Regions from separate parts of the Sus scrofa genome. Here region 2 is linked to region 1. A link is a contact called in public HiChIP or PLAC-seq data. All regions are on one chromosome and are shown on one strand. The core of a region is the stretch at or near the end of the contact, and the rest is flanking DNA. Distances in the headings are between cores, read along the strand shown.

The links. HiChIP or PLAC-seq counts read pairs in DNA pulled down with a chosen protein or histone mark.
Region 2: an H3K27ac HiChIP or PLAC-seq map of alveolar macrophages shows a contact between it and region 1. The contact joins two enhancer-like sites. A contact is called at or near these places in 5 of 47 Hi-C or Micro-C datasets (embryonic fibroblasts, heart right ventricle, liver and 1 more) and 2 of 2 datasets of contacts at active chromatin or transcription factors (alveolar macrophages and skeletal muscle).

What each region holds. Positions count from the first base shown.
Region 1 is chr4:10,187,857-10,195,676 of Sscrofa11.1, forward strand. The region is part of intron 3 of ASAP1 (arf-GAP with SH3 domain, ANK repeat and PH domain-containing protein 1); the gene reads left to right. Among named protein-coding and RNA genes, the nearest start is that of ASAP1, 88 kb to the left of the region's middle. Within about 2 kb of position 4,850, at least 15 of the 83 cell types and tissues checked have an H3K27ac peak or open chromatin away from gene starts, as enhancers often do. A contact at or near this core is called in alveolar macrophages and retroperitoneal adipose tissue, where this site is marked.
Region 2 is chr4:10,336,217-10,344,036 of Sscrofa11.1, forward strand. All of the region lies in intron 5 of ASAP1 (arf-GAP with SH3 domain, ANK repeat and PH domain-containing protein 1), which reads left to right. Among named protein-coding and RNA genes, the nearest start is that of FAM49B, 140 kb to the right of the region's middle. Within about 2 kb of position 4,750, at least 28 of the 83 cell types and tissues checked have an H3K27ac peak or open chromatin away from gene starts, as enhancers often do. A contact at or near this core is called in alveolar macrophages and retroperitoneal adipose tissue, where this site is marked.

The sequences.
Region 1 (7,820 bases), core at 3,600-6,099:
CTCATTGGGTTCGTTAACCACTGAGCCCCGAAGGGAACTCTGTGAGTTTTCTTTTTTGTATTATAGTTGGTTTACAGTGTTCTGTCAATTTTCTGTTGTTCAGCAAAATGACCCAGTCTCTCTCTCTCTCTCTCTCTCACACTCTCACACACACACACACACACACACACGTATATACTTTTTCTCACATTTTTCTCCATCATGCTCCATCACAAATAACTAGGTATAGTTCCTAGTGCTATGCAGCAGGATCTCATTGCTTATCCATTCTAAATGCAATAGTTTGCATCTGTTAACCCCAGATACCCAGTCCATCCCATTCCCTCCCACTCCCCCTTGGCAACCACAAGTCTGTTCTCTAAGTCCATGAGTTTCTTTTCTGTGGAAAGGTTCATTTGTCCTTGGCACATTTGGGGAGCACTTGCTATGTGCAAGTCACGTAGCTAATCCTCGTGAAGGCGTTGGGAGGGTCACATACTTGGATTAGGTTGTGGAGAAACTATTGGTCTTTGAGAAAGAGATATACCGGGCCGTGTAACAGGTAGAAAGGGACAGCTTGTAGGGTGGGGGAAATAACCCAGGACAGTCACCCCAGCAACACAAACAGCACCCCACAATCACTCATCCAGTTGACATACAAATTACCCAGTGCCTGACAACATGCGCCCCCAGTGTGCTGGACCCTCAGGTACTAAAATGAACAAGGCTGCCCTCAGGAAGCACACGGTCTAAAAGCTTCCTTAAGGAAGGACTGACAGTCAAGGCTGGGTCTTGCATCAGAGGCTAGCTTGTGTTAGCCTGTGTCCTTGCTGAAGAGGTAGATATGTGTGTTTGGCTGGATGAAGAAATGAACGAAAGTGTAGAATGTAGATTCATTGTCAAGGTCTGTTTCACAGTAACAGCAGTCAGCAGTTTTTAGGGTTCCTACTGGGTAGAAGCCCCATACGCACTGTCATTTCATGCTGATGTTCACCCTGCTATTACTGGACTGTTACTGTCATTAAGTCTTTTGCCCAACATCCCACAACAGGAAAGAGAGGGTTTGGGAATTCATCCCATTGCCAGAGTGTCCCCCGCATACCAGTCAGACTTCATCCGAAGGTGTTTCCTTTCTCCCCATGTAAGTTTTTCATGTTTATCCATGATCTCTTGGGCATGTTCTTCCATAGTGATGACCAGAGGTCATCAGTCTTTGATAAACTCTCTCAAGTCCGCAAGTGTTGTTCCCGGGAATCTCACCCTTAGGGCCTGCGTGGCCAGGGCCTGGAGTCTGATCCTGTTCAGAAGTTCTCAGTGTTCTCGAATGCAGCTGCTTTACTTCTCTTGGACGTTGAAAGTTGGTAAACTTGATAGGAAGTGCGTCTTTATATAGGGGCCACTAAAACTTGGTTGTAGTCTTACAGAAAAACAAGTCTCAGGAAGAGTTTAGATAAAATCAGGGTTGGTCTTGTGCATTGCTTAAGGTAAGGAAAACAGGCTTTCTTTGTCCTTGAACTCTTGAAAACAACAAAAGGTGAACTGGCCTTCCCTGGATGCCGCTGTCCCATGCAGAATTCTGGGCTCCTGTGGCTCATCCTCCAGTCTGGAGGTACTTGGGATGAGTGTTCTCGGGACAGAACCAGCCAAGGCCAGTGAGCGAAGAAGAAATTTGCCTGCAGAAGCAAAGAGAAACTTCCTTTATATACCAGGACTCCGGCTCTTTCTAAAACAAAGCTCAAACCTGTTAGCTGGCTAGTCCAAGCTAATGCTGTTTACCTTTTATACACGTCTTTAGGGTTTAAAAGACCTAAAGTAGTTAGTTAAAAAACCTAAGTAGTAGTTATCCACATCTACTATCTAATAAAACCTTGTCTGGTAGCATTTTTATCATTCTTGAATGAACCAAGGCTCTGCCAGGTAAAATGACTTGCCCAAGGCACTAAATGCCCTAAAAATGCAGGGTTTCTGGATTTAGAAGCCTTTCTATTTCTTCTTTTGTCTGCCAGGGTTTTGTTTTGGGTTTTTTTGTCTTGCAGATGTCTCCTGATAATTTTTCTTATCTTCAATTGATTTCTAGAGCCGGGAGAGAAGGAGTTTGGGGATGGGGGATGTCCTGGGGCTCTTTCAGTGCCTTGTTTTAGTGCCATTCAGTGCTTTCAGGTAGGAGTAGAGAGCGAACCTGAATTTGGGAACCTGATCTTGCTAGCCTGTCTGATAACAAGTCCTGGTCTCACATGACGTACTGTGGGAGGCCCCAGCAGCCCTTCCTGATGTGGGGCTAGGAGGCTTTCATTAGAAGCGTTTGTGGTGGTGGGTGTCCACACACTCCCAGACCTTGCCTTTGTGTCTGGGAGTCAAATGAGCCTCAGAAAGGTGGTTTCCATTTATGTCACCTAGTCATTTGGGGACTAGAGGCAGACCCTGGCGCCATTCCCACGTGTATTATCCAAACATGAGCAAGTGATGCATTGAATGGAGATGGCTTTTGCATCTAAGCCTCAGTTTCCTACTTGGGAAGTAAATGGCATTGTTTTGAGTGTATCATGCACGTGAGACACTCATCAGATGACTTCATCGCTGGTAAAATGCGGCCCTGTGTGCCAAGGTCCGACCTGTCAGATTAGTCAGCCTTCCTCCTGTGGGGCGGTGAGAAGCATTCCTCGATGGGGAGCTGGGCGGAGTTCTCACCCCTGTGGACCAGTGGCGACATTCAGGCCGAGGAGGCCAAAGCTCCCTTGCCGAGCTTAATGGCAGCCCTGTTATGGACCAGTGTATGTCAGGCAAGTCACCGAACCTTGCTGTGTCTTAGTGTCCTCCTGGGGACACTACGTCTCAGTGAGCCGGGGACTCTGAAGTGCTTGGAGCTGCGCCGGGCATGGGAAGGGCTCTATAAATGATTGTTCTTCTTCCCACTGCTGTCACAGTTTATTATTACTGGACTGGACAATGTGTAGCTGAGACTTGGTAGATTCGTTTCTGGAAGGGCGGGTGATGAGGGCAGGGACGCAGCCAGCTCGTGCCTTGGGGGACCTGGATGGTGGAGGTGCAGATGGGACTGGAGGGGGGACTAGGGCAGCACTGAATTCTTTGAGCTCTGGAGGTCATGGTCAAAGCCAACTTGATCTGAAACGGGGGGTCAGCTCAGTTTTACTGTATACTCAGCCCTTGGTGGTGTGCTCTGAAGTCAGGGGACTGTGACCAGTGCTGCTCCTTCGACCTACGCCAGCCCGATGGGCTCTGCTTCCTGTGGCACTGCCAATTCTTTGTCTGCTTCTCCCACTGACCCCCGTCTGCCAGATCCCTTCCATTGGTGCAAGGAGCTGGGACAGCGCTGCCCCTTCTGATTTTTCCCGGGGTCTTGGGGTAAAGAGCCTCTTTGGTACATAATAAATGCAGGTATTTAGTTTTGGTCATTTGTGGGGAAGTGCTGGGGGCAGCATGAATGCCTTGGCCCTGACCAGGACGAGCGTGGCAGCTGGGTTGTTTGCTTTACTGATTACAGCTTGAAGCACTGAGACCACAAGGAATTCTATTTTGGTTTGGAGGCAGGCGCCTTGACGTGAAAAGGATCTATCCTTGAATTTGCATTTCTGTGTGCCTCAGAACCTCTTTGGTGTCGGTGGAATGCGTGTCCATTGTGGGGCAGGGCTTGGGTCGGACCCGAGGCCCTCGACGCTGCTTGGTCTTAACAGAATTCGGGCGTTCACAGCTGGTTCTCCCAGCCCAGAGCCCCTCCTGAGCAGCCCTGTGTCGTGATGCTCTTTGTGGTCACTTACATAAGAACTGAATCTTTGCGCCAAGGCTATGGTATAATTTTCCTGAAAGAACTGGAATACATGTGCCTTTGATAAGACAGCACCCAGTTTAGCCACCCAGAAGCTAGGGGAACAAAATCCCAGCCTTCGGCCCCTGGGAGCTGAAGCCCCAGAGAGGCTGATTGTCCTTGATGGCAGGGGTGCAGAGAGCAGAGCAGCCAGGTCCAGCCGGACCCTCCCTTACCCTCCTCGCCGGGTGTGATTTGGATGGAGAGAAACACAAGCTCTTCGAGGCGCTTTCTCTCATCAATAGAACCTGGATACCGTGTATTTTTCTTGCGCTGTGCTCACGGCCTACGGCAGGGATGGCCGCGTCCCCAGTGCTGGGGGTTGTTACAAAGGACACTCGACAGAAGTGAAAAAGGCCCTAGAGACCGTTGATCCAGCTCCTCCGTTCTATGGATGAGGAGGCCAAGGCCCAGAAAGCCCAAGTGTGTCAGGCTCTTTTGTTAAGTCACAGATCCTGCTTCCCCCCAACAGAACAGGATACAGCCGTTCAGGCAAAATGAGGGTTTATTGTAAAGACTCGTGGGGTATTTTATGGCACGTGAGGGCAGGAACGGTAGGAAGTGAGGTCATTCTCTTTGGAGCCAGTGGTAGAGATGGGCATCCTTGGCCCTCCCAGCTCCCCGGCTCTGGTGCCCCCCCCCAGTTGAGCCGCCGTGCCTGACTGGGAGGGAGGACGGGGTTGGCCCAGCTGGGTCAGGAGACCACCACGGATGCAGTCAGCTGACAAGGCTGGGGAGGGGGCGCTCCTGATCAGTCAGGGGTCCCTCTTCAGCAGGTCTGGGCATGAAGGTGGTCCTCAGAGAAGGGTTCAAGGGCAGGGAAGCACCCTCTGTCACCGGCTCCCCCAGGGCGATGGGACCAGGATCCAGGTCTTCTAGTCCAGCAGCATCTTCCTCCTCGGGAGTGAGAGCGAAGTGGAGACCCCAGTCCCTCGAGGGGTGGTCGGGAGGACCCGCGGGGAAGGTCAGGCTGTGGCACCGGGAGTGTTAGCTTCGCTGGACTTCCCTCTGCGAGTCTCACCTCCCCGTGACCTCCTCCGCTCTAGTCATTTGGGACATTTTGAAGGGCTGTGGTCAGGGCACTGCGCTGCCTAGTTGCAGCTTTCCTGATGTGGTCGCGGAAGACCAACATTCTGCACAGGGTGTGGGCAGAGGAGGGACACGCCGCTGCGTTTAAACCCACAGCGATGACATGGTGCCCGGAAATAACCTCCCCAGATACCCGGGGCCACTGGGCAGCCGGGCTCAGCTCTGCGGGGAAGTGGTCTGGCTTGATTGGCGCCCCCCCCCCCCACCGAAGGTCTGGTCTGACGGGGGCCAGCAGTTTTCCTTCCGTGACCACTTAGACACACAATAAAATTGGAGTGTCTTTGCTGTTTTGAGGTGTGGGGCATTTTCTTTTACGTTTCATTAATCATTTCTTAAAATGTAGCCTCGTTCCTTTCCCTTGTAATGTTTATTCACATTACCAGCACTTATATAAAATGAGACACTCCTTATTTCCACGAAGTGCACATCGGAGTAAGCGTTCACTGCTGGTCCGACAGCTGCTGCTGCTTTAATAATAGTAATATTTTTCAAGGCATTGCAGCTGAATGCACTGCCTCCCGGTACCTAAAGTGGGGCCAAGGCAGATAACGCTGTCACTGTCCCAAGGCTTCGTCTGCATTTTGAGTAACAGAGTTTGAACAAATTCAGAATCTGCCACTACTGCAGTTAAGCACCTGCTCCGTGCTGGGCACTGGGCTGAATGCCTCACACACATCGTGTCACTTCATTTAATCCTTCCGACAGCTCTATGGGGGGGGGTGCGGTTTCCCCATTTTTCAGATGACAGCCCAGGCTTAGGAAGGATTCAGACCACTCCGTGCTCTTTTACCTCAGACTTGTTCTCAAGACAAAAGTGCTTTATAGTGAGAATGGAATGCAAATGACATAGAACAGTCAGGAAATAGGCTTCAGCTGAAGCATGAGAGATTTAGGTTAGCGCTGAATAAGAACTTCCTGACAGGATATTAAATACCAACTGGATGGTCACAGAAATCAAACCCCCCGACAGGCTAATTAACTGCGTTATGTACTTGCTTCCGTTCTACATGTAGCCCCTTCTACTAGACTGTACCGATCTTGAGGGAGGAGGTCCCTCCCTTTAACCTGCTTGTCACTCAGAGATTTGACTAATGAGGGTATATAATGAAGGCTACATTGAAATTGCCCTTGATCGATGCTTGCCGAGGGCAGGTCTGGGAAAAGTCTTCCAAGACCTGTTGTCTCCCTCCTCTCTGGACTTCAGTTGTACGCCTACCAGTTGGGTAGAGCATTTGGAAAAACCGCCCGTTGCTGAATTTCCTGAAGCTCTTGCCACAGATCCATGGCAGACCTGGATGCTGAGCTGAATTTTTGGTCTGGTCTTCTCGTGTCTGCAACCTACAGTCTTTCAGTGGATTAGCAGCTTCAGAAGCAGCGAGCACTCTGACTTTTGCGTTCCAGCTCTGTACCGAGTACAGAAATAACTGAGAAATGTGCTATTTCTGACCCTCACGACACCCAGCTGATAAATAATGGATAAATTCACACCCAGGTATGTGGGGCTTCAGAGCCCGCACCCGCCCCGTCTCCGGCCAGCCTTACTTTGTTGTAATTTAGCTGCAAAGTGCGGGGGACCAGGGGACAGTCGTGTTGGCATTGACCTTCTCAATGGAAACACACATGCATAGACACACAAACAAGACCTGCCTCCTCCAGGGGAAGAGAAGGCATTTTCCCTCCAGATGATTTGTGTTTCCTTTACGTTGAATGGGAGGCATTTAAATTTGGATAATTTACATCCATCAACTGGGGCAGCCAGTTCATGATGATTACGGAGAGAATTGGTGTTTTCAAAAAGAGCTGACCTCTCTGATTTTTCTTTACAAATGGCGAGGAGTGAAGCATGTGATTTTATGAGCAGTTCTCCTCTGGGTTAACTCGCCAGCATTTCTGTATCCGTTATAGCTGCTTACAAAGTGCTTTCATGTGTGTTGTCTCATTGCATCCACAGCCCTTGGTAAGGCAACAGAACTCCCGTTTCCACATTTGACAGATGAGGAAACAGAGGCTCAGAAAGTTAAAATGACTTGTCACAACGTTGAATAAGTAGCCGAAGCTTAAGGTCACTTCTGCCTTCCAGTCTCCTATGTTGTGCCCCCCGCCCCCAAGTGATTCAGTGTCTGAAAGAGACACACCTATGAGATGTTTTGCCAAGTGATTTTTAACTTAAAAGAATACCTTTTGACTTAAAAAAAATGGATTTTATTATTGGGCGTCTTTGTAATACTTTGCATTTTTAGATTCCCCTCTACCCACTCAAATGGCTTGTGTAGCCTCGTTTTTCCTTTTCCGTAGTAGCTCAGTTGTTCAAATGGTTTTTCCTTTGGGCGTGTTTCTGTTTTAGCTTGTTGGTTTGTGACTTTCACACGTACACAGAAGTAGAGAGACCAGCCTGAACCTCTCCGTACCTGTCACCTGTCACCCAGCTTCAGCGGTGGTCCACTTTGGCCTGTCCTCTTTTCATTTCTGCCTCCTCCCACCTTGATTTTTGGAAGCAGTCGTAGACACTGTTTCATTTCATGCATAAATAATCTAGTATATAGCCTTCCTTAAAACATAAGGAGTTGAAAACAACAGCAGCACGGAACCACAATAAGTATAATAATCACATCAAACAATGAATGTTTTCTCAATAGAGCATTAAGTATTCAGTCAGTGTTCAGATTTCCTGTTTTCTTTAAAGTAATTTGTTCAAATCAGGATCCAAATGCGATCCATGTGGTCAATTTGACCGACATAGATTTAAAGTTTCTTGAATCCGTGGGCAACCCCCTCTTTGCTTTGTAATTTATTTGTGGCGGATGGGAGGTGTTTGTGCTGAAGCATCTCCTATCGTCGGGTTGCGCTTGCAGCTCTCTGGTGTCGTGTAACGTGTGCTGCAGTCTCTTCTTAGCATACTCTCATCCCCGGTAATTTTTTCATATTGAGA
Region 2 (7,820 bases), core at 3,500-5,999, 150 kb after region 1:
ATGGCCAGTTTGGATAGGCGTGTTCCACGTTACAAAGAAGTGCCTCAAATCTTCAAAGAAATGATGTGCCGGGGGTGGGGCTGGGATTGGGGCTTGAGCTCAGGTTCCCTGACCTCGGGTCTTGCACGTGTGGATTCAGCACCCTGCCCCAGACATTACACAAGGTAGTGACATTGCCTTTTTTTTTTTCCCTTTAAGGCCGCACCAGAAACATGTGGGAGTTCCCAGGCTAGGGGTCAAATCAGAGCTACAGCCACAGCCACGCAGCATCTGAGCCACGTCTTCAACCTATACCACGCTCATGGCAACACCGGATCCTTAACCCTCTGGGTGAGGCCAGGGATCAAACCCACATTCATTACCGCTGCGCCACCACCGCTGCGCCAAAGGGAACTCCGGCATTGCCTTGGTAGACTGTGCGTGAGGACGGCCCATCTGACATAAAGACTGGAACCTGTACCAGTACTCCTCCAGCTCCTGTTTGTCTTTAGCTTGCAGAGACTTTCTCCTCTGCTTTTTTCTCTTTGGCTTCTCTCTTTGGTGACTTACACATGTTGTGTTGGAAGAGTGTTAGCCAGTAGCTCTCAAACTGTTGGGTGTTAGATCCGCAATCTTAAAAATGGTGGAGGACACCAAAGAGTTTTTGTTGACATGGACTGCTTCTATCCATATTTACTATTTGAGAATATAAAACTGAGAGACCTTTTTAATGTATTCATTCATTATGTTGCAGTATGTTATTTTGGCGGAAGTAGACCCAAAAACTACACTCATATAGCTCTGTATATTGGGAAGAGAGAAAAGTACTTTAAAGTGAGCCTTTTTGGATAATTATCAATATTTTTCTCTGATACTACGTCAAAACTTGATGGGGGTTTCTTAAAAGTTGGTAGCAGTATGAATCTGCAACCATATACATGGATTTTAAGGATTTGGAAATTGTCAAGCTCATGGTGATTGAAGTTTTCCAAAATTTTAACTTTTCTCTGAAAGCTCCATTATGTTTTTGTTTTTTTTTTTCTTTTTTGGGGGGGCAGATCTTTTTAGGACCATACTGCAGCATATGAAAGTTCCTAGGCTAGGGATCTAATCCAAGCTGCAGCTGCTGTCCTACACCACGGCTCACGGCAGTGCCGGATCCTTAACCCACTGGGTAGAGCCAGGGATCAGACCTGCATCCTTATGGACACTAGTCGGGTTCGTTACTGCTGAGCCACATCAGGACCTCCTGAAAACTCCAGTTTTATTGTTAGCAACAAGTTCTGTCACTTGTGTACTGTGTTGTGACAAGTAATTCGTTTTCAAGACAGTGTTTGCCAAATACCCAAGTCTCAATATTGTCAGTCATTTTTTCAAAGAAAAAAAATGGCGTTCCACTTGAAAACTAACAAAACCAGCTAGTTCATTCTGAAACTAGAAAAACTGCATCTGTGCTTTTTTCTCAAGACGACATCATATCTTGTTATGCCTTGGAAGTTCTCTGCTTCTGATGCATCCTGTGTCCTCAAAAGGAGTATTAAAAAGATATGCTCGGATCAATATGTAGTACAGTCAGTCATTTTTTTACATTTCTTCATGGGCATTCTTAAAGGGAAACAGCTTGTTTTGGGGTTTGTTTGTTTGGTTTTTTTTTGTCTTTTTGCCATTTCTTGGGCCGCTCCTGCGGCATATGGAGGTTCCCAGGCTAGGGGTCTAATCGGAGCTGTAGCCACCAGCCTACGCCAGAGCCACAGCCACACAGGATCTGAGCCGCATCTGCGACCTACACCACAGCTCACGGCAACGCCGGATCGTTAACCCACTGAGCAAGGGCAGGGATCGAACCCACAACCTCATGGTTCCTAGTCGGATTCGTTAACCACTGTGCCACGACGGGAACTCTGTTTTGGGTTTTTAATTAAATCGTAAGAGCATGACCGAGATGAATACAGTGACAAGTTTGTGGCAGTGCCTTACACCACACCAGGGCACCAGAGTTTTACTCCATTATTTGTGCACTATCAGTGCACATGTGAAGACAGTGAAAAGGTCAGATAAAAAGCTTTTAGCATTTTGCTGTGAAAATGCTTTTGACCTTGAGCCCTTGAGAACCGCTGGCATCAGAAACCAAAGGCTTTGCTGTGAGTCCAGCCCTGCTAAGTGGATTAACGTGGTCGCCTAACTCACCAGCATGAGTGTCCTCTCTGGAAGGGGTGGGGCGGGGCGTGCCTCCCTTCCTCCCCTGTCTCTTGCGTGAGGATCAGAGTCTACCCCCAAGGGGAGAAATTGTGGAAATTGCCAGGTCTTTGAGTCACACACAGTGGATCACTACCGTATCAGTAGATTGCGTCAATGAGAATACTCCTGCGCCATCAACAGCCGCTGCAGGGACTTTCTTTCTTCTCCGATTGTAAGAAAGAACACTCCTAGTGGGGAAATTTCAGAATACAAAGAGCAAATTCCAGGTTCTCTTTTGCATCCTTCTTACCCTGAGATGACCAGCATTGCTGTTTTGGGTTTGTCTTTTTTTTTTTTTTTTTTTTTTTTTTTTTTTGGATTTTCAGGGCCACACCTGCAGTTTAGTTAAGTTCCCAGGCTATGGGTCCAGTTGGAGCTACAGCTGCCGGCCTGCACCACAGCTCACGGCAACGCCAGATCCCCTACCCACTGAGCCAGGCCAAGGATTGAACCTGTATCCCTGTGAATACTAGTTGGATTCCGTTTCTGCTGTGCCACAATGGGACCTCCCAGGGTTTGTCTTTCTGGTCCTCTTTTTCTGCGCTTTTCCCCCCAGATAGAGGAAATCTCATGTCCTAAGCAACTTTGCACTGAGGTGGCTTTCACTTACTGTTGGCCTTAGAGCATGTGCACTTTCCCGGCTGGGGACAAGTTATAGACTCAGAAGTTGGAGAGCATGTGACTTTCCAGAGAGCCCTTCTGAAGGACCCCTCACCCCTGGCAGGTTAGCGCTCGTCCCAGTGCTGGGCCATCTGCTTGCCCGTCAGCCCCTGGCAAGCCAGGTGCTGGGACAGGAGTAGGAGCGGAGAACTTGCCTGTCCAGCAGGACAACCCAAGTACGTACAGGAGAGTCTTTTGTCTCTTTCTTTCGTGTCCTCCCACTGTGGGCTGCTGATGTCTTAAAGCGAAAGCAAGAAGTTCCGCAAAACAGTCATATTTTAACAAGATGACTTTGCCATTTATGTATTTTTCTGATGTGAATCTAGAGCATCCAAAATTACAGAGCTAGAGAACAGACCAGTGGTTACCAGGTTGGAGGAGAGGGCAGGGGTGTGACCGTAGAGGCGTAACCCAAGTGAGTTCCTAGGACAGTTCTGTGTCTTGACTGGGGGGCAGTTGTGCTGTATCTATACATGTGGTAAAATGTCCTAGAAATATACACAAATATACCAGAAAATATGCGCACATAAAAGCTGGTGAAATTCAGATAAGGTCTGTAGTTTATTATTTGTCTCATGCCAGGGTTGATTTCTGGGTTTTGATAACGTGGTTTATAGCCCATGTAGCCTATTCAGAGAAGTGGGTTGACTACCTACAGAGAACCTCTCTGTACTATTTTGCCACTTTTGGGTGTGAATCTATAATTTTTTTCAAAATAATAAGGTTAATAAGAATGTAAGTTATCAGAGTCTCGTGAGGGAGGGAAAGTTGGAGAAAGTCACACGACAGACGGGAGAGTAAAACAAAAGTACAGAGCAAAAGCCGGACTCTTCACTCCTCACCTCTCTGCTAGTCCTTTAGACCACTTTCTACTTCCTTTTAACTGTTAGAGGTTTTCTAAACCAGTCTTTCGAATTTTTCCCTCCAGTTGAAGACCTTTATGGGGTCCCCCTTCCCGAAGGTGAAGCCATTTAGCCGTTTCCTCCTGGAAGTGGATCCGTTGGTCCCGTTTGACTCTGTCTGCAGAGTACTGCCTCTTAGTGGTGAGAGGCAAGAAGGAGCCGACGTGACCTATTTTGTTGATGTTTTTAATATGTTTATGGCGAGGTTTTAAGGGCTTGGGGTTTTATGTCAAGTATCTTTCATAGGTTTGGTTCATAGTCTGCGTAGTAGATAGTAGCCTTTTTTTAATTATAAGAAATATTTCTCGGAGTTCCCGTCATGGTTCAGTGGTTAACGAATCCGACTAGGAACCAAGAGGTTGCGGGTTCGATCCCTGGCCTCGCTCAGTGGGTTAAGGATCCGGCGTTGTCGTGAGCTGTGGTGTAGGTCACAGATGTGGCTCGGATCCCACGTTGCTGTGGTTCTGGCGTAGGCTGGTGGCTACAGCTCTGATTCCACCCCTAGCCTGGGAACCTCCATGTGCCGTGGGAGCGGCCCTAGAAAAGGCAAAAAGACCCAAAAAAAAAAAAAAAGAGAGAGAGAGGTATTTCTTTGGGTGACTTACCAGTCTCTCTGAAATCACCCTTATATAAAAGAGGCCTTCCTGATCAGCGTCGGTTGCGGACAGAGCAAAGGCTGTGTCTTGCTTCCAGGCCTTTATGTATTCAGGTCCTTCTGCTTCAGACGCCCTTTAGTTAATACATTAATGGTGAGGGTCTTCCTTGTAAGGAAAAAAAAGGAGGAAGGAAACAGTGATCTTGAACTTTGGCTGTTTCTCAGTGTTTTTTATTTTTCATTTGCCTAAATGCACAGAACCAAGATTATTTTTAGTCCTTTCTTTTTTGGTCCGCTCTTGCAACGAAAGCAGTATACTTGCGAAACAGCACTGGGTCTGCTCTGTACCCAGCGTCAAGCCGTCATCCTGTGATCCTGGCGGAGAAGCTAAGGAGTCAACAGAGCATCGCATCCGTTTTATTACCGAACCACACAAACGGGATGGGAGAGGAGTAATTGGTGGATTGAAATAGATTCTCAATGGGCAGAGGAAAACCATTTAAACCAGACCCCAAGAGCCCCAATGTGGCAGCAGGTTTAGAAACGCGAAAAAGCTCTTTGGGAATAGTGGGAGGTGCCCAGGAGGGTGTTCGTCCCGCCCGGACTCCGCGGCCCGATGCCTGCTTTTCCACGAGCCTTTGGACAGTTCTCGCTTGCTTCAGAGCCTGAACCGCCGTTAAGCGTTAGAAGGCAGTTATTGCTTCAGAGCTGCTGAAGCAAAGCAAAGATTTCTCCAGCTGCGCAGCATTTCCTGTTTGCAACCTCTGACTGCAGGGTATTGTGGTTGGGGTTAAGGATTTTTTTTTAATGGTTCATTTCTTTTCTTTTCCCTTCACATGAGACTAGTTAGAAATGTGCTGTTTGGGTCTCCATTTGCAGCAGACAGATTATTGCTCAGGTTGTTCTTTGAAACACGGAAAAGTGCTGAAAGCATGCATACCCTCCGTAGTAAATTGGTAGGCCCTGGGTGTTCTGGATTCTATCATACATTTTAAAACGCCCATCATCTTGCAAAATGGTAATCCATAATTGGCAGGTTTCAGGCCAGGGATCTCATGTCCCGAAATGCTGTGCTGCCCATTAGTATTATGGGATGTTTCGTGACATGAGAGCTGTCCGCGTGGTTGGGAGGGTGGGTAAGAAGGAAGAGGTTTTCTTTTTCCTTTCTATTCTGAAAGTTGTGTGTGTTCATACAAATTTAAGAAAAAGGAAATTTTAAGTCAGAAACTAAAAGTCATTACATAATGCAAACTTAGGATAATACTAATAGTACAGTTTTTCCTCTGAAACAGTGTCATAGATTTAGGCACAGATGCTGATCATTTATACACAAATACACATATTATGTGTGCACGTGTCATCCAAGTCCATGGTCTCTTCTTCAAAACCCTTGGGGTTAGGAGTTCCCGTCATGGCTCAGCAGTAACGAGCCCATGGATTGGTATCCATGAGGACGTGGGTTCTATCCCTGACCTTGCTCAGTGGGTTAAGGATCTGGTGTTGCCATACGCTATGGTATAGGTCACAGAGTTATGGTGTAGGTCACAGACGCCGCTCGGATCCTGTGTTACTGTGGTGTAGGCCGGCAGCTATAGCTCTATTTCAACCCCTAGCCTGGGTTGAAAAAGACAAAAGACAAGGAAAAAAAAAGAAAAAAAAACACTTGGGGTTAGATGTTTTTCAAAATTCAGCATTTTACAGATTTCAGAACGGCAATGGGTGTGCATTGCCCTATGTTATGTAACGCCCCCTAGTGACTTCTCAGGTAAATAGTTACATGAAGGATAAATGAAGAGTCCCACTTATTTCAAGTCCAGGCTAGCCACAAAGTGAATTCAGGTCAGGTCAGGTCAGGTTTTGTTATTAAATCAGTTTTGTTTTTTTAAAAGACTTTGTGTTATACATACATTTTGCAAACTTCTTTTAAAGCTTGTTAGCTCTCCTTGACCGTACAAATAAAATTGCAAAATCACTTTAACAGGTTATATAATATTTCACTGTATAACTAAATAGTAATTCCCTTTATAGGATTTGAATTTTACAGTCATCAGTACGATGCACCTTGTTTGTTTTTGTTTTTTGTTTTTGTCTGTTTCCTTTGTCCTTTTAGGGCCGCACCTGCGGCATATGGAGGTTCCCAGGCTAGGGGTCGAATCGGAGCTGTTGCCGCCGGCCTACACCACAGCCACAGCAACTTGGGATCCAGGCCGCATCTGTGACCTACACCACAGCTCAGGGCTATGCCAGATCCTTAACCCACTGAGCCAGGCCAGGGATCAAACCCACAGCGTCATGGTTCCTAGTCGGGATTCTTAACCATTGCCTGCTGCGCCACGACGGGAACTCCCAGATGTACCTTGTTTTAAGTACATCCAATATTCAGAACTCCTGGAAGCCTAAGAGCAAATTTTAGCATGTTTTTCTTTTTTTTTCTTCTTTTAAGGATTTACATTAAAAGTTTTTTTTTTAAAAAAAAGGAAGTTCTAATAATGCATTTGAAATAGCGTTCTTTTCATCCTGTGAATTTTATGTGCCATGAATAATGCTTTTGATTTAACGTTGTGTGTTTGTGGTTATGTGGCTACCGAGTAGTATTCCACTTGAAAGAGACTCACAGAACAGCATTTTGATGCTAGAAGAGACTTATATTTGAGAACTGGGGTTCTGTGATCGAGGAAGAAAGAGGAGGGAGGGAGAAAGAAACTCGTACTTGCTGGGGAAGGGGGTTCATTAGCCAGCGGCCAGTGTGGAAGAGGAGGTTCCTGACATTTGCTTATCAGCACCTCTTTTAAACAAAGATCTGATTGAAGCCTTCAGGCTGGTAAAGTTTTCATTATTTCTATGGTTAACTCTTTGTCTCTACAAATAATACTGATGTTAAGTGTTTTATCGTGGGCTTACTACATGCCGGGCACTGTTTGAAAAGCGCTTTTTTACATGTTGCATTAGTTTGGATAGGTGAGGATACGCTGCAGTAATAACTCAGCCCCCAGTTCCCCACGGCGTAAGGTAGGAAGGGTTTACTTCCTCCTCCCGTCCCGTCTACTGAGGGGTCTGCTCACACAGTAGCAGTAATACAGAGACCCAGGCAGAGGGAGGCCCCTCCTGTCTACAAGGTTTGCCAAGCCGAGGAGGAGAAAAACGAGAGTCACGGGAGGCCCTCTCACAGCTTTCCCTCATGTAGTTGTTCCATAAAGTTTACGTTTAGCTTATTTAAGTAAAAAGTATTGATTTGAAGAACAGCAAGCAAAACAGGGGTGTAAGCATAAGGCAAACATCGTTTGGAGATAATTAGCTGCCTTCTGTCTGCGTGATCTCAGTCCCAGAAGCCTCCAGAGCCCCTTCTCTAGGCCCACATCTGGACGTACGTTGTGAAAAGCAGATGCAGGTATTTTTCTCGGCTCAGAGAACTCCGCCAAACTCAGCCTCACATTCGCTCCTTTGGC